Regions from separate parts of the Sus scrofa genome. Here regions 1 and 2 are each linked to region 3. The links are chromatin contacts, called in public Hi-C and HiChIP or PLAC-seq maps. All regions are on one chromosome and are shown on one strand. Each heading gives the region's core, a stretch centred on a gene start, on an enhancer-like site or on the middle of the called end of the contact. The rest is flanking DNA. Distances are from core to core; before and after follow the strand shown. Region 1 holds the start of PRR3 (proline-rich protein 3). Region 2 holds the start of DHX16 (DEAH-box helicase 16). Region 3 holds the start of MRPS18B (mitochondrial ribosomal protein S18B).

Region 1 (4,338 bases), core at 236-2,735, 54 kb after region 3:
CTTCCACCTTCCCTGTGAAAGTCTGGTCACAAACTGTCATCCCAGTCATGCAATCTGCAACCTCTCTAGGGCCCCCACTCCCCTGTCGTGCTGCGGCTGCGCACACGAACTCTTCGTCTTCTCCCTTGACTTCTTTAGAAAGGTTTAGGGGCCGGTTTGAAGTTAAGGGTTCAAGTAAGAGATCTCACATAGTGCTCTATTCCGGACAGGCCTCCCCCAGCCCCCGCCCCAGCGCGTGCGCCCTTCCTCCTTCCGTTAGAGCCCCCTCCCCAGCACATTTTCGGCGGCTAGCCCCTCGCCTGGCCCAGCTGACAGGCATGTGCACACCCCTCTCGGACTCCTCACCGATGGGACTCCCATCCTCCTCATCTCCAGTCTCTTCCCGCTCTGTCAGTGGGGGCTGCTGATGCGGAGGCTGCTGCTGCTGAGTCTGCTTCTTTCGTTTCGGCATCGTGGTTGCGGCAATGGCTGCAGCGGGATTTGGAGAGCAGTGAGGAAGGGGCACGCTGGAATTCTGTTTCCGCTTCCGGGGGGGCAGTGGACAGTGAAGGCTGGGGCTCCCGCCATTTCACTTCCGGAAGGCTCTGGGGACCCTTTGTGCGGCTCGTCTCACATCAGCAGGCTCCCTCGGCCTTAGCCAGGCGTGGCAGCAATCCCAAACCATTCCTTTATCGCATTTCTATGAACGCTTGAAAAAGTCGCTCGCTTCCCCCCGGCTGGGAAAAAAACACAACCGGCTCCTCACAGTGTGTCATAGAGTCGGCGGGCTCTCGGGGCAGAAAGCCTGACAGAGGGGCTGTCGCACCCTAAGATCGCCACATCCGGTCCCCGGTTTCTATGGTAACAGCTGCAGGCACAACTTCGTGCCCTGTGACCTCCCTCCAAACATCCTTGTCCCACCTGGATTTCCCTCCTCGGCCGCACTTGCACTTATGATCTGTAAATCTGCTCCTTATCACCGTTCCCACAAGGAATCTGGGTGCCAGCAGGGCAGTGCCTAGGGCTCTCCAAACCGCCATCCGCCCCTCAAGACCTCTGACCCTGTCCTAGTGTAGCCCAGTCATTTGGCTTCCTTCCCGGGACGCGTGGTCGCGGCTTTCCTCCAAGATCCAGCCGGAGGGTTGGTAAAGTAGATTCTGCGCGTCCCTTTCTCCCCCGGGTGGTAAGACCCGCCCTCCGCTCCACTGCCCCCACCAGGTGAGTGGTAGCTTCTCCCCCGCGCGCAAGGTAGTGATGACACGCGTCCCCCCTCCTCCGAGCGCTAGTTGGTAGCGTCCGTGACGAAGTTAGACCGATCCTCCCACGCGCGCCTCCTTTCTCGCGGCTGCTGAGCCCTGTCCGTGCCACTGGCTCTTACATGCTGGTAGCCCACCTCTCATCATTCTCTTGCCTCGCTCCCAGTGGAAAGTGACTGTATTTTCCCCTGGTCGTCTTCCACCCCGGCCGCGGGGGCGCATCGGCCAGGCCCGCCCGCTGACGTCACCTTCCAGCCCCGCCCCCTCCAGGGTCCCGGGCCCCTGCGACCGGGGCTGCCCCGGGGGGAGTCAGTTGAAGCGGCTGGAGCTCGGCGGAGGGCGGGCCAGGTGACTGGTCCGGGCCATGCCGAGGAAGAAGCCTTTCAGCGTGAAGCAGAAGAAGAAGCAGTTGCAGGACAAGCGGGAGCGGAAGCGAGGTCAGTGCGGGAGCCAGAAGAGGGGGCGGGGCTCGGACTCCCGCACATCTGGAGGGAGGGGTGTGCCCACCTCACCTCTGGGAGGCGTGGGAAGGGGTGGCGGCAGCGCGCCGACGCGCGTGGGCGACCGCAGAGGGGATTCCCTCACCCCAGCCCCCCTACATCTGGAAGGGGTGGGGAAGGATGGAGAGTTGGGGGAGGGGAATCCCTCCAGCTCCTACGGGGCGCCATCCCCACAGATCCCTGGAGGAGTGCCTCCCCCCACGCACATCCGGGAGGGTCCTGGGCAGAGTAGGTGGGAGGATCTGGCTTCAAAAGAATCAGGGTGGTGTGAGGAGGAGCCAGGCCAACCGTGGGGGGGGGGTCTTATGGCCCCTGAGAGCTGGCCAGCACTGGCGTCACCAGCTCCTCCCCGCAGGGCTTCAAGATGGGCTGCGATCCAGTTCCAACAGCCGCAGCGGGAGCCGGGAGCGGCGGGAGGAGCAGACTGACACCTCGGACGGGGAATCTGTGACCCATCACATCCGCAGGCTCAACCAGCAGCCTTCCCAGGGGCTGGGCCCGCGTGGCTATGACCCAAATCGGTGAGAGTGGGCGGGGGTCTCTGGCCTGGGCTTCCCCGCCTACCCGGAAGTCAGAGCGCTAGGGGAAAGCAGGCTGCTGCTGGTGGAGGCTTGAAACTGGAGATGGTGGGGCTGGGATGCGACGGTTTTCCGCGGGGCCTCTGGGTCACCAGAGCGGGCCACGATCTTCTGGACTGGAGGGGCTGGGGAGAGTTTGGCCTTCAGAAGGGCGAGACTTGGAGGAAGGCCTACTGCTGTGTGAAAAAGATTTGGGGGAGGGCCCATTCAGAGGAGTGACTTGAACTCTGGAGAGGAAGCTTTGCGAAGTTGTCTGCCCAAGAGGGTAGTTTGTGACCAAGGATTGGCGATGGATGTGGTGGTCCCTGTCCTGTTAGGTATCGGCTGCATTTTGAGCGAGACAGCCGAGAGGAGGTGGAGAGGAGAAAGAGAGCGGCCCGGGAGCAAGTGCTGCAGCCCGTGAGTGCTGAGCTGCTGGAGCTGGACATCCAGGAAGTCTATCAGCCTGGGTCTGGTGAGTGAGCTCAGCGCTGGGAGCTTAGGTCAGGCAGTGGGCTGGGGAAAGGAGTTTAGAAGAGTAAGAGCTGACTGGGAGGAAGAATGGGAGGGCCTGGGATGCACCCTAGGTTCTAAAACTATTCTCAGACTTATTTGGACTTTTTCTTGATTTCTCAGTTCTGGACTTTCCCCGACGTCCTCCTTGGAACTATGAAATGTCCAAGGAGCAACTGATGAGCCAGGAGGAACGGAGCTTCCAGGAGTATCTTGGGAAGATTCATGGGGCTTATACCTCTGAGAAACTCAGTTACTTTGAGCACAATCTGGAGGTGAGAATAGAGTGAAGACAGGAGTGGGGCGTAGTGACACGTGGTCAGATTGGTCTGCCGTCAGGCAGGAGAGCAACTCTGGGCTCAGGTTCTCTCATATCAACCTTGTCTTTTCAGACATGGAGGCAGCTGTGGCGAGTGTTAGAGATGTCTGACATTGTCCTGCTAATTACTGATATCCGACATCCAGTGAGTCCTGGGGATGAGGTTGGGCCAGGGGAGGAGGGAGGAAGATCCTTGTGGGGTAAAGGGCAGAAGCAGGAGTTGGGAGGCAAAGAGGTAACCTCTTCCTTTCTGGTCTCCTCTATTCCATGCTGATGGCTGCAGTCCAAAGACTCAGTCTTTATTCATCAGTGTCCCAGCCTGTCACTCCTCCCCTGGCCACTGCCTCTCCTTTTCTTTGCTCCTTTGATGAAAAACTGCATATCCTGTTTCCTAGCCCACTAGAGCTCATACAAAGTCCCAGTATGGAGCTCCAGGGGATTCTGTGAAAAGGGCTGCCCTGCCGTAGGGGTCACTGCAGAACTCAGCCTCCCTCGGGATGCTAGGGTAGTGGCTAAAGCTGTAGACTCTGCTGCTGGACGGCCCTTGTGTGACCTGGCTCTGCTACTTCACAGTTGTCCTCCAGTGGGAGAAAGGGAAGTCTGAGGACTGTGGGGACATTCAGGTTGGAGATCTTTAACAGCATGTATGCACACTCCTTCACACAGACATACACGCGCATTCACACGCTCACACAGCCACACATACTCAACACAAATGTGCATGTGTGCATGCACACATGTATGCATGTGTACACATGTAGACAGGTGTGTGCACTTGAAAATAGATACATATTTTTGGAGTTCCCATCATGGCCCAGCGGAAATGAATCTGACTAGCATCCATGATGATGCGGGTTTGATCCCTGACCTCGCTCAGTGGGTTAAGGATCTGGTGTTGCGTAGGTCGCAGACGTGGCCGGGATCTGGCATTAATTGTGGCTGTGATGTAGGCCGGCAGCTATACCTTCGATCCGACCTCTAACCTGGGAACCTCCATATGCCGTGGGTTCAGCCCTAAAAAGCAAAAAGAAAGAAAATAGATAACGTATTTCTATCCCAACCCCCATCCCTGTTTGTGATTCCAGCCCTTACCCCAGTGTGCTGGGGTGGGTCCCTGTTTCCTGGTCGTGTTTTCAGCTCATTTCCATCCCTAATCAGGCCCTGTAGAGAATCCTCTGGAGACAAATGCACAGGTGTCACTTACCCCTGCTTTG
Region 2 (4,270 bases), core at 1,348-3,847, 42 kb before region 3:
TGAGCTGTGGTGTAGGTCGCAGACAAGGCTCAGATCCCACATTGCTGTGGCTGTGGCCTAGGCCGGCAGCTACAGCTCTGATTAGACTCCTAGCCTGGGAACCTCCATATGCCACATGAGTGGCCCTAGAAAAGGCAAAAAACTAACTAACTAAATAAATCTGCGGAAATTGCAGGTTTATGTTCAGATTCCTGAAAAAGGGTCTCCTCTGATAGGTGATGGGTTTTATATTCCTAAAGTTTTATGAACCATAGATAATTCATGGCTTTGTGGTCCAAGTGTTGTGGTTACAGGAAGGTTTTCCCATTTCAATGAATTTCTATCTTCCACAAATGTGGAATATCTATATTTTAATTGTTAGGTCATTTTTTAAAGTTCTGGCTAGTAAAAGACATGGCTAAGCAGTTATATTCCTGTCATTAGAGGATGCTTCTCCCAACCTAGTCAAAGGAGAATCCCCCTTTGTTAAAAACAAAATGTGTTACACAAGTTGATTTTTTTTTTCTTTTTTACAGCTGCACCTGTGGCTTATGGTAGTTCCTGGGCTAGGGGTTGAATTGGAGCTGCAGCTGCTAGCCTACACCACAGCCACACAGCAATGTCAGATCTGAGCCACATCTGAGACCTATACCTCAGCTTGCAGCAACGCTGGATCTTTAACCCACTGATGGAGCCATGGATTGAACCCTCATCCTCATGGACACTATGTCAGGTTATTAACCCACCAAGCTGCAGTGGGAACTCCAGACAAATTGATCTTAGACATATGTTGAAAGTCTTTAATTTACTAGCAAGGGAACAAGCAAAGTGTCAAAAGAATGAGCCCCTTCAGAGAGAGTGTGGGCATGGAGGGAAACGCTGGCAGCTAATTTGGTAAAGATCCTAATCAGCTGTGACCCAGGAAAGCAGAGGCAGAAAGCTCTGAGATGCCAGGGGTGCCTAGGGTTCATTTTAGAAACAGAAAACAGTGATCCAAGAAATCAATGATGTGGAGCTACCTGTGGCTGTTAATTGGAATAAGAAATGTTTTGTTTCCCAACAGTTGTGTCTGATAAATCCGATTAATTGTAAAAGTATGAAGCAGTATCAAAAAGAGGTCAGATAGCAAAGTCAAGCAACAAGTTCTGCTTATTTAAAATTAAGCAGCGCTTGGAGTTCCTCGCTGTGGCGCAGCAGAAACAATCCGACTAGAAACCATTGCGGTTTGATCCCTGGCCTCGCTCAGTGGGTTAAGGATTTGGCGTTGTCCTGAGCTGTGGCATAGGTCACCGACGCGGCTTGGATCCAGCGTTGCTGGGGATGTGGTGCAGGCCGGCAGCTGTGGCTCCGATTGACCCCTAGCCTGGGAACCTCCATATGCCGCGAGTATGGACCTAAAAATCGATGAAAAATGAAGTTAAGCAGACGGTGGAGTTCCCTGATTCGAGCGGGTGAGGATCTGGCCTTGTACTGCTGTGCAGCAGGTTAGATCCAGGCACAGGGAACTTCCAAATGCCTTGGGCGTGGCCAAAAAAAATTAAGTAGCCACTGATCAATCTCTCAAGCTGTCAGGAAAGAAAAAAAAAGCAAAATACATTTTGTGCATTAGTTTGGAGATCTTCTAAAATAACTTTCTGAGAAGGCACTGAGTTTTTTCCTTCAGATCCCAAATTTCTTCCTACCTAGAGTCCTGCCTTATGCTTAACCTATATTCATTTCTGCAGAAAGTATCAGTCCTAGCAAAGGTCACTCCTAATCAGCACGGGCGAATCTGTAATAAGTGGACCGATCTTCTAATTTGAAATGGACTTCACCGCCCTCCCGCAAACACACACTCACAAACCTTGCGTTATTTTTGGTTTCATAGAATTTACATGTTTATTTTATTTTTTTATTTTTTTGTCTTTTTGCTATTTCTTGGGCCGCTCCCGCGGCATATGGAGGTTCCCAGGCTAGGGGTCGAATTGGAGCTGTAGCCACCGGCCTACGTCAGAGCCACAACAACACGGGATCCGAGCCGCGTCTGCAACCTACACCACAGCTCACGGCAACGCCGGATCGTTAACCCACTGAGCAAGGGCAGGGACCGAACCCGCAACCTCATGGTTCCTAGTCGGATTCGTTAACCACTGCGCCACCACGGGAACTCCTACATGTTTAATTTACATGTAAATTTCCCCCTCCCCCGCAGCCTCTGTAAATTCATCACGGGATTCGTTTCGGATTGATTTTTGCTATATCCCCGGGGACTGAAACTGTACCTAACGCATATTAGGATCTTAGCATTTGCTGAATGAAATACCTACAAATCACCAACGTGGTGGGGGAGGCAGAGAGATTAACTAAGGGAGGAAATGAAACTTTTATCCCGTACACTTCCGCGAGATTTGGGCCCGTTCAGCCACCGTAGTGCTTAGGCCGGAAAAGTGGACCACTTCCGGCCTCCGGGGTCCGGGAAGATTGCTTTGGACTGTCAGCAACCGAACCCCGAAGTGCTAAGGCAGCTTCTTTGGGGAGGAGAGGTTCCAGCCCGGGGCTCCAGGCCTCCGACCCGCCCGGTCGCCAGCGTGGCTGCTGGAGATACTTTCAGGGCCAGGAATAAGGAGCATAGGTCGCCATGGCGACGCCGGCTGGGCTGGAGCGCTGGGTGCAGGACGAGCTGCACTCGGTGCTGGGGCTGAGCGAGCGGCACGTGGCCCAGTTCCTGATCGGTACCGCACAGCGCTGCGCCTCTGCGGAAGAGTTTGTGCAGCGCCTGCGAGACACTGATACCCTGGACCTCAGCGGGCCAGCCCGGGACTTCGCCCTGAAACTCTGGAACAAGGTGCCTAGAGGGGCGGGGCCCCGGCGTGGGAGAAATAGGAGAGGGGGTGGAGCAGGGAAGGGGTCCCCAGGTTGTTTGTCCCAGTGAGGCTGGGCTGGACGCGCGTTTGGAGAATTAAGTTAACTCAGTTAACAGGCGTTTATCCTTTGTCCGTTATCGCCTGCGGGTTGAGGACGGCTTAAGTACGTTGGGTTAAGCGGTATAGAGCAGTGTTCTCAAACTTTTAACAGGTGTAGGATTCCTCTAGAGCTTTTGTTAAAATGCTGCTTCTAATTCAGTAGGTCTGGAAAGGATTCTTCGTTTCTTCATTTCGAAATCTAACAAGTTTCCAGGTGATGCTGATGGTCCACAGACCACACCTTGAGTAGTGCGGTTATAGAAGAAATGTGTGGGGAGTTCCTGTCGTGGCTCAGCGGTAACAAACCCGACTAATAGGACACAGGTTCCATCTCTGGCCTCACTCAGTGGGTTAAAGGATCCAGTGTTGCCGTGGGTTGTGTAGGTAGCAGACACCGGCTCAGATCCTCCCTTTCTGTGACTGTGGTTCAGGCCGGCAGCAATAGCTCCCATTAGACCCTAGCCCGGCTGGGAACTTTACATGCCACAGGTGTGCCCCTAAAAAGAAAAAAGAATGAAAGTATTGAGCTTGTTTACAGGATGGCAGATAACCTGATGCATCCGTCCTACAAGGTGCTTAGTGAGAGATGAAATTAGAACATTGTGATGTGAGGGTCAGGGCTTTTTGTTAATCTGTTCACCACTGTATCCTTGGAGTCTGGTACAGTGCCAGGCACGTGACAGGCTTCTGCAAAACAATCCTTGTCAGTTTGTCAGTCCTTGTGTTGGAATGACATTTTTTTTTTTTTTTTTTTTTGTCTTTCATCTTTTCAGGGCTGCACCTGCACCATATGGAGGTTCCCAGGCTAGGGATCCAATTGTAGCTACAGCTGCTGGCCTACGCCACAGCAGCACAGGATCTGAGCCACGTCTGTAACCTACACCACAGCTCTAGGCAACGCCATATCCTTAACCCGCTGAGCGAGGCCAGGGTCGAACCCGCATCCTCATGGTTGCCAGTCAGAGTCATTAACCACTGACCACAACTGGAACTCCCTTGTATGGGAATGACTTAGTCATTGGAAAGAAGGGAGGCAGAACAGTTGAGAACTGTTTGAGAATGTAAACTCCATGAGGATAAGGATTTTTCTCTTAATGTATCCCAGTATCCCTAATGCCTAGCAGTGGGTGCACAGGACAGGCTTTAATGAATGTTTGTTAAATGAATTACTGAAAAGAAGTTTAGAAGCTGAGCGGTCCCATTCAGGCAGGTGGGCCTGGTGCAAGGTCTTGGGGAAGGGAGAGAATGAAGGCCAGTTGAAGATCAAGTTACTCCTGGAGTTCCCGTCATGGCTCAGTGGTTAACGACTCTGACTGGCAACCACAAGGATGCGGGTTCGAACCCTGACC
Region 3 (4,690 bases), core at 1,627-4,126:
AGGATCCAGCTATGAGCTATGGTGTAGGTTGCTCAAATCCCGAGGTGCTGTGGCTGTGGCATAGGCCGGCAGCTATAGCTCCAATTTAATCCCTAGCCTGGGAACTTCCATAGACATGGGTGTGGCCCTAAAAAGCAAGCAAACAAACAAAAACTATGCCTTATGTAATTTATTTATTTACTAAGATTAGTTAAAAAGGTTTAATTACTAGAATGATTCTCAGCCAGCAATTAATCACAGGTGGTGAGATTCCCAAAGAAAAAGCAGGTTTACTTGTGGAGTGGGATAGCAAGCAGAATCATCTGCACTATTCAACCTTTCTCCCTTAGCCAGGCAGCTTACTATAAACTGTATACAGATGGTTATAGTTTGTACACAGCTGAAACTGAGAAGTAGCTCCTGGACTCCTCTACAACCTGCTTCTGAAGGAGCCTGACAGCAGTCAGACACCCCCTTCTGCTGACTGACACACAAATGCCCTCCAACTCCCCTGACGACCTTCTTAATACTTCTAAGCCCTGCAAACTCAGACGAGCACGTTTCCATTATCATAAGGTTTTTGAATCCTTTAAGGAACAGGTCCTGTCCTTCTCACACTGAAGTGTCTTTCTTTTTTTTTTAACATAACTGACTGTACCTTGCTTCATGTACCTGCCCTCCAGCCCCTAGTCTCCAGCATGCCACCGACAAAATAAAGAAAACCTCAGAGAAAGAACTAGTCCAATCTACTTGCTGCTAACTGTGATGTATAAAAATGAAGCCTTGGGTGTAGCCCTCCCATTAGAAACGAGTATTTCTCTTGCTTGCCAATTTAGACTATAAATTTCATAGGCAAGGGATGAAGGTTTCTTTTTTAATAGTGGATGAAGCTTTTTAGTATAACCCATAGCAGAGAGCAAAGGCTAGAAGAAGGAATGTTTCATATTGCCGGAAAGTCAATATAAAATGGACTTTGGGCACTCTGCTATACAGCAGAAACTGACACACTGTAAATCAACTATGCTTAAAACAAAAACAAACAAAAAACAAAAAAAACCCAAAAAACTTTAGTGGCACCAGGACATGAAGAGTGAGGGGTACCTAAGGTAATCTCTCTAGCACTCTAGGTCTTTATTCTGGAGAAAAGACTCTCCTTACCCTAAAGTCGACGTGCAACTTCTGATCCCGGCAGATGGGGCAGGGATTCCCAGCAACTTTATTTCCCCGCTGTAGAGAGAAGAAACTGGCAGGTGAAGATGTTCAAAGCCTTGTCTGAAAAAGTGCAGCTACCACTGCGGCTATAGCCTTCAGCCCCACTCCACATCCCATCCATGTGTCACCTTCAGAAACTCACAATACACATCTTTCGAGTCCGCTGTGGGGGTATTCCACCTTTGTGGTTGCGACGGTAGTCAGCCCAGACAGGGCGAGAACCATAGCGGTTCTGGTATTCTGAAATGAAAGGCCACTTAAGTCATGTCTGGGTGCAGGTGGTGGGGGGCATCTCTGTCCCTTTATTTCAGACCTGACTTGCCCTCCCCTCCCCCATGAAGAAGTACCTTCTGAGTCCAGATATTTCCAGGGTTCATCTTTATAAGGGGAAATGGGAACCTGGGGCAAAGAATCATCCTCAGGGGGAGCTTTGGTGCAAAGAGTCTGGAGGAGAACCTATAGAAGGAGAGTGGAAATGAGACAGTGAGTTCAAGGAGAAACCTGACTGGTTAGCTGCCAACAGTTCAGGGAGAAAAAGAATCTATACCCACTATGTTAATGAAATATATATGAAAGGTAGCGTTGGGTGGGGGGGTTAAGTTGACATCATTAACCACCAGTCTCCCTACTGTAACTGGATCTTCAGAGAAAGAGTCATGTTGGAGGGTAACTAGATAGCTGATGGGGAGGCAAATTTATTTGAGAAAACAACTCAAAAACGTGGCACATATAAGATACTCTGTCCTTTCTGGGACAGACCGAGTCTAGTGGAGAAAAAGGGAGAATGTCTTATCTTCTTGGAGTTAAGATGAATGGCAGGAAGGAAATGCAAAGACAGATGAATCTCCACTCAATCCGATCCTGAATCACTGAGTTGCCCAGCCTTATAAAAAGTTGAAGGTCAACATTCCATAGGACAGAATAAACTTGAGTCCTAACGCTACCTTTAAAGCTACCAGGCCTATAATTAACTCTGTGGTGACCCTTGTCACCAATTTTTAGTCCCACTGTAGGGAGTGGCAGCTGGGCTAAGCCTTCCCATCTCGCCCTGCCCCGCTAAGAATCTGCCCTGCCAAGAACCTCCAGGGGGGTAAGTACGTGAGGCTGGAGGGAAACCTCGACCCAAAGTTAAGCTCATGTATGCTCTGATGAGAAACTGATTCAGTGACATAAAGAGAGCCGAGACACTGGTCCCCAGGTCGTGAGAATGTGTCCTGGCTTTATTAGGCTATAGCAGGGCTGGTAGAAGTTAGTGTCTGTCCCTCAACCCAAAGACCTTACTGGGCATCGCAGATTTAGACATCGTCTGAACAGTTCACAGCTGGTTTGTGTTATGACCAAGGGGTTCATTCCATCTCTTAATTATTTAATCGAGATGGAAACTAGGGAAGAGGATACCATCCAACCCTGGCTCTTCACCCTCGACTCGAAATAAGAAAATGCGCGCAGTATCGAGGAACGAGAAGGGAAGAGAGTGGTGGAAGTAAAGCATTGCCTTGACAGCAATCGGGAAGCTCTCCGCTCCTGGATTCCCAGAAGTGGAGCGACAACCTAGAGAAAGTACAGTTTAAGTTTTGGGTTGTACAAAACGTGCTCCAAGGAGTTACCTGAACTCCGTAGGCACCTCTGAAGGGCGAAACGCCAGGAAGGCGCCTCAGCAACACGTTCAATATGGAGGCAGCCATCTTGACGTACGCCCAAAGCAGGAAAGGCTAGAAAGGCGACTGCGCATGCACCTGGAAACTGACTGGGGGTAGGGCCAAGGACGCGCCCGCAGTGCGGAAGACGGCCGCGCATCTGCGTCAAGACGGAAACGAGAAAGGGGGGCCATAAGGAGAAGGCAATTTCAACTGCGTCACAATCGAATTCGGCCTCAAAATTGCGTTTTTGCGGCACCAGTCACTACGATTCTTAGACCTCATTCTTCGAGTTTGTCTTGTAAGCAATTTTGAAGGAGATTTTGACCGAGATTCTCTCACTGCGCATGCGCCGGTCCGATTCTACCAACCCAGGGTGAGAAATGGTCTCGAGGGCGGAAGTGGTGGAAGCAGAGGAAAGGGAGGTGCTAGGCCGCCCGGTCACGCGCACGCGTTAGCGGGCCAGGAAGGAGGCGGAAGAGGGTGCCCAGGGGAAGGGGCTGAGCGAAGCCGAAGACAGGCTAGCCAATCAGCTGGCGAGTTGTCTTTCTGGTTGGCCAATGAACTCACGCCTCGCGCACAATGTCTCGCGACAAGGGCGCTTCACTGGCACGTTTGCGCGCGTTGGGCGGCGTCCGGGTATAAAAGACTCCGCCCGAGCGGGCAGCCGCCATTCTGGGGTTCGTTTAGAGGTAAGTTTCGCCTTTTTGTCGGTTGGAGGGTGACATTTTTGGCCTGGGAAACGGGTTCGGCCTAGGCTCAGTTGGGAGCCATGACTTGTGTTAAGCGGCTGTTTTCGGGATGGGACACAGAGGTGTTTGAGGGCAACAAAAACGGTATTTTGGGGCGTTTCCGAGCAACCCGTATTGATTGTATCTTTCTCCCTTTTGTTCCTTTTATCCCAGGTTTGAATTTTCTCGGAGAAAGACAGGCCAGCCACGAGGAAAAAAGAAACAAGCCGCAGCAACATCTAAGCCCTTGAAAGGATCCTGAGAGAGGGGGGAAAGGGAAAACAGCAGCCACCAGCCCAACCACTTGTGTCTTCTGCCCCTTCCCACCTATCTTGCCCACCCCACCAGCCCACGCTGCTTGGGACTTGAAATTGTGGCCGAAGGACCGTCACCACATAACTTCAAAAATAATCAACCACCCTCCCTTCCCAAACCCACTCAAATTCACTCATCCAGCGTTTACTTTTTTGAATCCACTCAGAACTTTTTTTCTACGACCCCCCTCCCTAAATGGAGTTGGGTGGGGGGGGAAATGAATACTGAGTTGGCCTTTATTTTTTTTAAAGAGACTTTTTGATCCAATGAGGCCCCGCAAATAATTGAGTTTTGGGTCCTGGTTGGTTGTTTTATTTTTTTCTCTAAAATTTTAACCCCCTCCCCCCCTGAGCCCGAGGTGCTGACGTCGCAAAAAAATTGGATAGTAAGTGTCGAATTTTCAAAAACCAGCCTTGCAACAAGAAATCAACGTTTCCCGTTGTGAAACCAAAAATAATGAGAGGACGAAATGAGACCATAGAACAAATAGAGAACTGGAGAAGGACCGATCCGGTCGCTTAATCTCCATTAAAAGGGCCTTTGGGTCTTAACAGTGGTGTTCTCTCCTCTACCACCTACCTCTTCCCTGCCCTGGTGCGGGCAAGGAGAGGGTGGAGGGAGGGCCAGCAAGTTAGGATTTTGATGGTTAACCCTTGGTAATCCAGCCAATTTCCAGACTGCCAAAGCCATAAGTGTTTACTTTTTTATAAAGAGGAATGGTTACCTTCCTCTCGTTAGCTGCAGTCTTCAAAAGGGTTAATGAGCTCACATACAAAAGATGGTGGATCTTGTGGCCCAGAAGTCCCACTTCTTTGT

Evidence for each region. A called contact is a pair of places that touch in the nucleus more often than the background predicts. HiChIP or PLAC-seq counts read pairs in DNA pulled down with a chosen protein or histone mark.
Region 1: an H3K27ac HiChIP or PLAC-seq map of alveolar macrophages shows a contact between it and region 3. The contact joins the promoter of PRR3 here to the promoter of MRPS18B in region 3. A contact is called at or near these places in 1 of 5 promoter capture datasets (liver), 7 of 47 Hi-C or Micro-C datasets (alveolar macrophages, blood, embryonic fibroblasts and 3 more) and 2 of 2 datasets of contacts at active chromatin or transcription factors (alveolar macrophages and skeletal muscle).
Region 2: a Hi-C map of fetal liver shows a contact between it and region 3, with 1.6 times the contacts expected there. The contact joins the promoter of DHX16 here to the promoter of MRPS18B in region 3. A contact is called at or near these places in 9 of 47 Hi-C or Micro-C datasets (alveolar macrophages, epiblast stem cells, fetal liver and 5 more) and 1 of 2 datasets of contacts at active chromatin or transcription factors (alveolar macrophages).

Annotation. Positions count from the first base shown.
Region 1 is chr7:23,109,676-23,114,013 of Sscrofa11.1, reverse strand. PRR3 (proline-rich protein 3) reads right to left here and starts at 1,485. Exons shown (of 5, transcript XR_002345608.1): 1 at 346-1,485. GNL1 (G protein nucleolar 1 (putative)) reads left to right here and starts at 1,600. Exons shown (of 12, transcript NM_001128478.1): 1 at 1,600-1,672; 2 at 2,091-2,256; 3 at 2,631-2,767; 4 at 2,929-3,080; 5 at 3,198-3,269. The coding sequence starts at 1,600.
Region 2 is chr7:23,206,200-23,210,469 of Sscrofa11.1, reverse strand. It overlaps DHX16 (DEAH-box helicase 16), which reads left to right and starts at 2,597. Exons shown (of 20, transcript NM_001123106.1): 1 at 2,597-2,803. The coding sequence starts at 2,597.
Region 3 is chr7:23,164,500-23,169,189 of Sscrofa11.1, reverse strand. It overlaps MRPS18B (mitochondrial ribosomal protein S18B), which reads right to left and starts at 2,876. Exons shown (of 7, transcript NM_001123140.1): 1 at 2,799-2,876; 2 at 1,539-1,647; 3 at 1,334-1,431; 4 at 1,138-1,206. The coding sequence starts at 2,876. It also overlaps a transcript of PPP1R10 not described here.